Linked DNA regions of Mus musculus: region 1 is linked to region 2. A link is a contact called in public promoter capture Hi-C data. All regions are on one chromosome and are shown on one strand. Each heading gives the region's core, a stretch centred on a gene start, on an enhancer-like site or on the middle of the called end of the contact. The rest is flanking DNA. Distances are from core to core; before and after follow the strand shown.

What was found. Capture Hi-C pulls out chosen DNA fragments and counts their contacts.
Region 1: a promoter capture Hi-C map of adipose tissue shows a contact between it and region 2, with 2.9 times the contacts expected there. The contact joins the promoter of Ctsb here to the promoter of Mipep in region 2. A contact is called at or near these places in 2 of 9 other capture datasets (adipose tissue and liver).

Annotation. Positions count from the first base shown.
Region 1 is chr14:63,121,145-63,125,942 of GRCm38.p6, forward strand. Ctsb (cathepsin B) reads left to right here and starts at 1,318. Exons shown (of 10, transcript NM_007798.3): 1 at 1,318-1,421.
Region 2 is chr14:60,783,102-60,787,969 of GRCm38.p6, forward strand. Mipep (mitochondrial intermediate peptidase) reads left to right here and starts at 1,465. Exons shown (of 19, transcript NM_027436.3): 1 at 1,465-1,769; 2 at 4,194-4,367. The coding sequence starts at 1,587. Mipepos (a long non-coding RNA gene) reads right to left here and starts at 1,448. Exons shown (of 3, transcript XR_001781278.2): 1 at 1,372-1,448; 2 at 913-1,260.

The DNA of each region.
Region 1 (4,798 bases), core at 68-2,567, 2.3 Mb after region 2:
TTTTAGGAAGGTGGGAAGGACTGTAGGGAGCTGAAGGGAGAGAAAGAAGGCAAAGGTCTTGAGCAGCCCGTGGGGTCCCTGGAGGGAGTCGGATCCCATCCTGGAGCCCCCCAAAGCCTGGGGGTTAATAGGACTGTAGCCTTTAGTGGGATGGAGGCAGGAAGAAGGTTGAGCTAGCTGGTCAGTCCAGTTTTCATTCCAGGTGTTGAAGTCATTTCAGTTTGGGTCACAGCCTCAGTATGGCTTCCAGGAAAGGTCACTCCTTTGTGGAAAAGACTTGAAGACCCCCTTCCTGGCAGCCAGAGACACTTTTGGCTTAGACACTTAAACATCTCTAGCTCCTGCCAAGGGCCAGGCTCTGGGCATGTCAGAGGACATTTTGGGCTTTTAGCCAAGAAAGGCTGCTCATTTTTGTTTGGACTTTTTACCCTAAAATAAGCAGCCAGTTTCTACCTGTTGTCAGCAGCTGGGACAGCTGGCCTTGGACAGATGGCCATGGACCTGCCTTTCCGCAAGTTTTCTGAGTTCTTCCTGTATTCCACTTAACTGGGGTTCAGTAACTACACTTCCACTCCTGTCCTTAACTGGGAGCCTACCAATAGAACCTTGGAATCCACTAGATCCAAACCTTTCTTATCGTCACAAGCCTGGCTACAAGATACCATGCTGACATGAGGCCATTCCTATATTACAGGATAGACCTAAGGATTGGAGAGATCTGAGGGTGCTCGACCCTGGGGTGGGGGTGGGGGTATGCTATGACCTGTCAGATCAACTAGGTCAGCCAGCTTCTCACTGGCTAGCTTACCACACAAGATGGGGGGAGGTTCATATGGCCTGGCAGGAGTTCTGAATTTCATAACATGCCTTGGACAAAATTCATGGGGTTTTGGTTTCTCTCTTTCTTTTTAAACTAGGGATCGAACCCAGGGCCTTGGGCTTGGTAAGTAAGAGCTCTACTTCTGGGCTACAATCCCAGCCCAGTTCTAGTTTTTGGTTGCTTCCCTTGGTTTGAGTATTTCTACGCCATTATAGTCTGAGCTTCAGAATATAAGGCCAGGAGGCTCCTCCAGACATTTCCAGGTCCCCGAGCCAGCGGGGCCTTCCCGAGGAATGCATGTCACGAAGATGTTGTATCTTCCCAGTGCAGGGTACCTGCAGAGGTCCCTGGAGAGCATCTCTGTGCGAAATGGAAAGAGAGCAGACAAACCACCAGTTTCTTTTGGGTTTAACACAGCTTGCAGAGTCCCGGGATGAAGGGGGAGGGGCCGGCAGGGGCGGGGGCGCGGTCAAGCATCACGTGACGAATCAGCCCCCAGCGGAGGGCGGAGCTGCGCGGGTACTTAGGAGTGCACGGGAGAGGCCAGGAGCGGCTCCGTTTGGCTTGGTGGCTGCAGGCCCAGGCTGTCGCGCTGCGCTCGGTGAGTTTGCCCGGGGCACAGTGGCTCCATGGCGGAAGTCACTTTGGCTGGGGTCGGGGGAGCGGGCTGAGCAGCGGTGGTGGAGACAGGCCCTTCACTTGCCCAGGGCGCAGGCGCGGTTCCTCCGCGGCCCTAGATGCTGCTCGCCCTGGCGGATCGCGGTCTTAGGCTCCCGCAGGCTAGACCGGCAGAGCTCCAGCTTTCACGCTTTAGGGCCGAGCCTGGTGACCCCGCGGTGATCGGCTTCTTTCCAGTGGCCTTGGCGCACTTCAAGGGCGGAGGTGGGGACTTCGGGGAGCTCCGAGGGAGGAGCTTAAAGGGAAGGGTTCAGCTCTGGCCCTTCCAGCTCGCAGATTGCAAGTCTCAGGGGTGCTCAGGGCGAGTATCGACCTGCATCTAGTGCAGGTTTGTGGCTTATTCTAAAGAATCTGCCCCGGGAACTTTTCCACACACAAACCCACGCAGTGCCTGGCACCCTAAAAGACCTGTTCTATTGAGAATGGGAACCTGGTAGTGGGTGGCTGGGGTGGAACCTGCACGAAGAGTTAAACCGAGAAACAGGAAGAGAAGCAGAGCTAAAGGATAGGGGCTCTCCCAGAACCTTTCTCTGGAGGGGAATGGCCAATGTGATGGAGGAAAGGTACTTGCAGGACAGCCTCCTTCAGTCAGGGCCCTGCTAGCCGGGAGAGATAGCATCCTCTCCCAGAGTGCTGGGCGTGCGGACCAAGAGATAGGTAAATTGGACTTGGTCCCCTAGGGCCCAAGAGTAAAGGACTAAAACCCATCCGCACCTTACCTCCACCTAACCAGATCCCCTCACGTGTTTGGGAAGGGAGATAAATTGTGGGATTGAAAGGGAAGTTTAACTCCTTTTAGTGTCTCGGGAAGACTGATCTCCAGGTGCTTCCTGTGAGGGACTGCTGTGGAGGTATGGTCTGCAGTCCCCGGATTCAGAGTAGCATTTGCAAAATGTTGGTGAAGGTGTCATCTTTGTTCGAAGCCGTTCAGGGGACAGTTGTTTCCCATAGGCTCTGGCCATGGTGACCTAAAACTCCAGAGTCCCCAGAGCCATACCAGAGCAAGGCAATCACGGCACTTGGAAGGCTGAGGCAGGAGAATCGCTGTGCATTGGAAACCAGCCTGGGCTATGTAATGGATTCCACAACAGTGGGACTACAGAGGGAAACGGTTTCATTTCTTAATCCCTCCTTCCTTCCTTAAAAAAAAAAAAAACTCATGCTTAAAAGAAGGTGGAGGAAAATGACCTCTGCTCCTTTAAAGCCACGTGACCCAGGCCTACGGGACTGCTAGTGGGGTGGGGCGAGCCGGGCCCACGCCTGTGCTTCACCAGCCCAGGTGCCAGCAGAGATTTCCAGCATTCCCCTTGACGTTGGCCTAAATGTTTTCAGACTAGTCAGGCAGTGGAGGGTTGGCGCTCTTGGCTCCAGGTTGAAACTGTTCCCTGGAGGTGCTGGCTCAGCATTCTAGGCTACGGCCCTTTTATGGTATGGGTAGAAACCTTTAGATATAGGAGTCTCCGGTTGGCCACTGACTTTTGATGTACTGATGTAAGGAAAATATTAGCTATGTGTGAGGTGGAACTCTATGCAGTAGAACTTTTGAAAATCAAAAGGGAAACCAGGAACTTGAGTATGATTGGTGTGAAGGGTTGTGGTGGGGCCTCTAGGTAAGGTGAGGTGTACAAAGGTCTCTATTGCCTTTGCTTAGTTAACATATCCCTGCTCTGGTACTCTGCAGGAGCTGCCTACGGAAGGGTGGGAGAAGGATCAATCTGGAGTCCTTTTGTTGCTTATTTTCCACCCAGCACTGAACATGGTGGAAGTTCTAGGGGTGGAGTTCTGCCTCCCTCGCACTGATATCCAACCCAGAGCCTCGTGCATCCTAATCATGCAGTCTGCCACTCTATCATACCCAGCCAGCTTTAACCAGTCTCCTCCCTCCGCTAGCCCTCTCAGTTTTTTGAGGCAGGTTTTACCCTACTGTAGGACAGTTTTGCCTCAACCTCCTGAATGCTAGGGTTACAAACAATAGCTAATGCTCCTGGGTTAGGCCATATTTTTATTTTATTTTATTTATTTATTTATTTATTTATTTGTTTATTTATTTATTTTGAGAACAGGGGTGTGTAGTAGTTGTGGCTAGCCTGGAACTAACTGGCTATGTAGACCAGGATGGCCGGGGCATGATGGGGTACACAAACTCAGAGATAAATCTGCCTCTGCCTCCCCCGTGCTGGGATTAACTGGGATTAAAACCGTGGGCCACCACCTAGCAATCCTTTCATTTTTACCTTCAAGCCTGAACCCCCCTTCCTGCAGACCTGAGGCCTTCCAGGCTCAGGTTTGGGGTAGAAGTGGGTGGCTCCTCTTTGGTGGGTCTTGCTTGGTTGGGGTCGGTTTGGCTCCAGGACTTGCTTTGTCTGTCACAGGGACTTTGACAGCTGTTGCTTTCCTTATTCTTTCCTACTTCTGCACTTGAGATACCATGTCTAAGTATTGGTTTATGTAACTTATAGTGTGTTCACTTATTGTTCACTCAGTTGATAAGATTTGTTGGTGTTGACTGATACCTGTAGATTTAACAGTTATTTTAATTTGTTGGGGACAGGTGGCAGTGTGACAGGGGCTTCATGTATCCCAGCTAACTCACCACATAGGAGAGGATGGCTTTGAACTCCTGATCTTCCTGCCCACTTCCCAAGTGCTGAGATTACAGGTGTGCACCCTGTCAGGCCAGCGAGCTTAGTTTATTAGTCTTCTTTTTCTTCATTTATTTGAGACAGGGCTATGTAAACCAGGCTGGCCTTGAGCTCACAGAGATTCACCCGCCTTTGCCGCCTGAGTGCTGGGATTGAAGGTGTGTGCCACCACCACCCTTTTTTTTTTTTTTTTTTTTTTTTAATGTTAGGGTTTAGTTTAGCAGGGTAGTGAACAAGTTAATCCCAGCACTCTGAGTTCAAGGCCAGCTTGGTCTGTCTAATGAATCCTAGGTTAGCCAGGGCTACATCGTGATCCTGTCTCAAAAACAAAACAAAACAAGAACCAAAAAACAAGTTTGGGTTTAGGTTTGGGATTTGGTTATTGAGACAGGATCTCATATAGCCCAGGTTGGTTTCAAACTTGATATGTAGCCAAGGAGAACTCAAGATCTCTCCTGCCTGAGTGCCTTTTAAGTGCTGAGCTTAAAACATGTATACCACCACACATCTACAACTATTGGGTTCTTTAGGTCCTAAGCCTGGGTATCTAAGTTTAGGTGTAGTTGGATGTAGTTTCTAAATATTTTTGTGTGTATGTGTGTTTTGTGTGTACCAGGGGTCTATGGGCGTCTTTCACAATCAATCTCTGCTTCGAGAG
Region 2 (4,868 bases), core at 215-2,714:
TGAGGCAAGACTGCCAGTTTGAGCTCAGACTGGGATACATGGTGAGTTACAGCCTGGAACACGGAGTGAGAGCCTGTCTGCAAACCAGTCAAACACACACAAAACCTTCAAAATGTTCATTTCTCCCCTACCAAGGTCTATAAAGCAGATATGACTGCCACCCCTCACGTCACCTTCTGCAGGAGAGATGACTGCACCTTCAAAAGAAAGCTCTGCTTCCGGCAGGACCCTACACCCTGAACCACGGTGGTGTGGCTGTCCTTCCTCTGGAGAAGGCTAGGGGTGTAGAAAGACTTCCCCAAGCTTTCCCAAGTCTGCACTGTCATTTCTACTTTCCCGGGCACTCGACCACAATTTCCCAATGCCCTCCCTCCCAGCCTCTGCCTTCCTTTCATTTTCGCAGTAGGACATTTCACATTAGTCCTGTCTGTACTGATTTAGATTTTAGACTATCGTGATGAGACACTGGGAGTTAGATCGACTCCCTGGTGGGCAGGCAGAGAGAAAGGGGGGGGGGGACCATGGCTAGGTGATGATGGTGGTGAATCTCCAAGATGCCCAGCTTCTTCCTCAACCTACCGTTTTCCTCTCCCACCACCAGACCCCATTGCTGATGGACCTGCTCAATGAAGTCAAGACTGGGTCAGGACATGTCACACAACAGTTCTGGGCCAACCAACCACCCTAGATTTCTTCAAACTCTCCAGCCCTAAATTAGGAGCAGAAGGCTCTGCAGAGGCTTAAAATAATAATAATAATAATAATAATAATAATAATAATAATAAACCCAGCCCCTGAGAGGAGTCTCTCTCTCTCTCTCTCCCTCTTTTTCTCTCTCTCCAGCTTTCTGAGTCCCCTTTGCAGAGAGTCTTTTTCTGTGTGCCTGTTGCAGGAAACACACACCTCACTCACCTTCCTTCTACTCCTAATTCTGTCCACGATGCTTAAGATTTCTCTGCTGCTCCATGCTGGTCTTCAGATTTTTCCTGCCTTTTAATTCTTCGGCTGGCAGAAACAACAAACCTGACCAAGACTCCTAGACTATATCATTCCAAAACCCTTAGACCGTATCAATAGTTTCCAAAGTCAAAATAGATGATAATTCTCCAATAGTTAATTCACATGGCTATACACAACCATAGCTGGTGGGCATGCAGACATGGAAGTGACTTCAACAACTTTTGGAGAAGACAGGTGCCTTGGATTTCGACTGCTTGTGGTTTCTTCTGGATCCTTTCACGCGCCGCCATTGAGTCTCCTCTGAGAATCAAGAAAGCATCAAGAAAGCATCTTGAGTTCTCACATTCATTCCTGGCACCTGTAAAAAGTTCCAATGCCTGACCCGACTTCCTTCTCCCTGTGCCCTAGTACCACTGTCAAACTCAAATCCAGGACGTTTCTTCCTCCAGACACACGAGGGCGCTACGAAACTGGAGCTGCTCAGAAGGCGTGGAGGGCGACGCTCTTCCTAACGATTGTTAGCGTGCTCAAGTCCGGGTCTGCCCTGCGAGTTCCGCGGCGTGGGCTGCTGCCTTGGAAACGCGGGGCGCGCGCTTCCCGAGCCTGGCAGAGCCGGGGTCCGGAGGATGCTGCTGGCGGCCGGGGCACGGTACGCCCGCCGGCTGTGCGGCCGGGGAGCCGCGGCGGCTCTGCAGGGACGCACAGGCCGGAGCTGCGCCCGGGACGTCAGTACTAGCTGGTCCCCGGTGGGCGCCGCCTTCAACGTCAAGCCCCAGAGCCACCTATGGAACCTGTTGGGGGAGCGCCGGGTGAGCGTGCCGTGGGTCTGGGCAGCGCGGGCTCCGCGTCTGGCTGAAAAGGGACTGTGCCGGGATAAGCGCACCCCGGAGCGGCTGACCCAGCGGCAACTCAGCCTTTCCTCTACTCAAGCTCCATTCTTTTCCTTCTGGCTTCAGAGTTCACATTTGCCCTTGGCTTTGTAACGACACTCTTGCTTTGAAAACTCCATCACACCTTAATTGTCCACTTCAGGCTGCTCTGAAACAACCTGTTAAACTAGGCATAGTGGCTCTTGTAAGACAGTCTTGATAGGTAGAGGCAAGAGGGTACAAAAGACAGTCCTTTGGGCTCCGAACTGACTTTGAGACTAGCCTGAGTTGCTTAAGAACCGGCGGTAAAACAGAAAGCACCTACAGAACCCTACTGAGAAAAATCAGATTTCCTGTCGTGCTTTGTAGTTTATTGCATAGCCTACGAAGTCATCAGAATTGCTTGGCTATTTCTACTCTGCCCTTGGTGGTGTTGGACACTTGATAATGAATGAGGAAAAGGCAGGAAGACTGAGGAAAGATTTTTGTCCTAAAACAATGATTTTTCAACCCTTCTAATGCTGTGACTCTTTAATACAGTTCCTCCCGATGCGGTGACCTCAAACCATAAGATTATTTTGTTGCTATTTCACAACTAATTGTGCTACTGTTATGAATTATAAACATCTGATATATGAACCCCCAGGTGGGTTCTAAAAGTGTTTTTTTATTTTTTTATCTTTTCACTGTTGGGCAGCTTTCTAAAGACAAGTCTGGGATATAGCTTCATTGTACTTCATGGCATATCTCTGTGTTTAACTTTGTCTATTTGAAAGTTCTTTCTTATTATATAAATTTTCCTCCAAAACCCATAAAGGTCGATGATGCTGGTATTAGTGGAGTTGGTGTTGGAAGTGCCTTTTAGCAGAAAGATAAGCTTGGTTTTGGGTGGATGAAATAGAACTGATTTCACCTGTATTTTAAACCATTGTTTAGTGTGTGTGTGTGTGTGTGTGTGTGTGTGTGTGAATGCATGCAGGTCTGGAAGGCGCAGGCCAGAGGACAGCCTTTCCGGATCTGTAACCTTCAACCTTTTGGAGGTGGAGTCTCTCTTGGTTTTGCTATTGGACTGAATACTCAGGTTATCGTTCCTGCTCCTATTTGGTTCTTGAGCTTCTGGGCTGTTTTCTTGTTTCTATCTTGATGTAGGAGGACTGCTGGGATTATAGTTGCATGCCACAAACATTTGACTTTCAAGCTTTTTTTATTTTTTTATTTTATGTGTTTTGCCCAAATATATGTAAATTCACCACATGCGCAGTGTCCGTGCAGGCGAAAAGAGGGTGTTCTATCCCCTGCAACTGAAGTTGTAAACAGGTGGTAAACTACCATATAAGATGCTGGGAATAGAACCCCGGTCCTCTGCAAGAGCAGTAACCACTGGGCCATCTCTCCAGCCCTTCTTCCCAAGTTGTTTTTAATTATGTTTTTGTTTGTTTGTGTGTATAGGTGCCTGTATGTCCATATGCCTGGCTTTTAGGACTTGGGATGCATAGATGAGAAGATCTGAAGTTCCAGACTCAGTCACAGGAAACAAAAAGAATTTTAAAGCGTATTTCCATATCCGTAAAAGGGGAATGTACTCCCGGTTCTAGAACTGTGTGATTTAGCTGAGAGAATCTGTGTAAAGTACATGGCACACTTTGGCCTGCGTTATATTAAGCATCAGCTTTCTCAGGGCGCCAGGATTGGTGCTCCAGCTGCTGTTCAAAGATGGTCATTCGCATTAGATTAGTGATTTTATTTTTCTTTATTAAAATACTGGAGTTCCTTAGTTTCAGCCAGTGACTGGGTTTGGTATGTTACGTCTCCTTGTGGGTTATTGGTATTGTGGGTTGGTATTATGTGTGGAGACCTCGCTGTATGTGAGGCACTCATACATACTGTCTGCTTTAGTATGTTTCTGTGCTGACAGGTATACTGCCAGCCTCAGATACTTGATGAGAAAACTGAAGCCCGGGAGGAATGATCAAGTGACCAAGGTTGTGAACTAATTATAGCTGTCATTAACATCTGTTAAGTGCTGTCTGTGTGCCGGGCACTGTTAGAAATTTTGTTGAACTTTTGAATCTTCATTTAGTCTTCCCAGCCTTTTTCTCACGGAGACATGGTGATGACAGCTGAACCCACACCATTCATTTACTTTTGAAAAGTAGGGAAAGCTTGAAGGAGACATATAGTTTCAAAACATTTTAGGGTTATTTTGTGTAGCATGACAGAGAAATAGTGACACTGTTCCCATGAGCATAGATGTGGGTGGTCGCCAAAATCAGGGCTTTGCACAAAAGTAGTTCTAGGGAGTGAAACAGACAGACAAAACTGTGCTTCTGGCTATCGGTTAGACATGCTGTTTTGTACTTTTAGGGTCTTTTTGGAGTTCCTGAGCTCAGCACCCCTGAAGGATTCCAAGTTGCCCAAGAGGAAGCCTTGAAGAAGACGGAGTGGCTGGTAGAGCGAGCATGTTCCACACCCCCAGGGCCACAGACAGTCCTCATTTTTGACGAACTCTCGGATTGCCTGTGCAGAGTGGCTGACTTGGTGAGATTTAGAATGGAAAACAAGGGTGTGTAAGGGTGCAGGAGCGTGCATGCCGTGTGTGTGTGTGTGTGTGTGTGTGTGTGTATATGTGTGGTGTCTGTATGTGTGTGTGTGTCTGTGTGTGAGGGTGCAGGAACATGCATGCCGTGTGTGTGTGTGTGTGTGTGTGTGTGTCTCTGTGTGTGTGTCTGTGTGTGAGGGTGCAGGAACATGCATGCCATGGGTGTGTGTGTGTGTGTGTGTGTGTGTGTGTGAGAGAGAGAGAGAGATTGAGAGAGATCGAGAGAGATCGAGCAGGAGTGTGCATCCCATGTGTGTGAGTGCAGGAGTGTCAATGCCATGGATGTGTGTGTAGATGCATGCAAACCATAGGGGTGTGTGTGTGTGTATGCATGTATGTGTGTGCAAGAGAGTGCATGCCATGATGTGTGTGTATGAGTGCAGGCATGGGGTCGTGGGAGAACTCTCAGGAGCCTCTCCTTGTAGGATCGATGGTGAAAT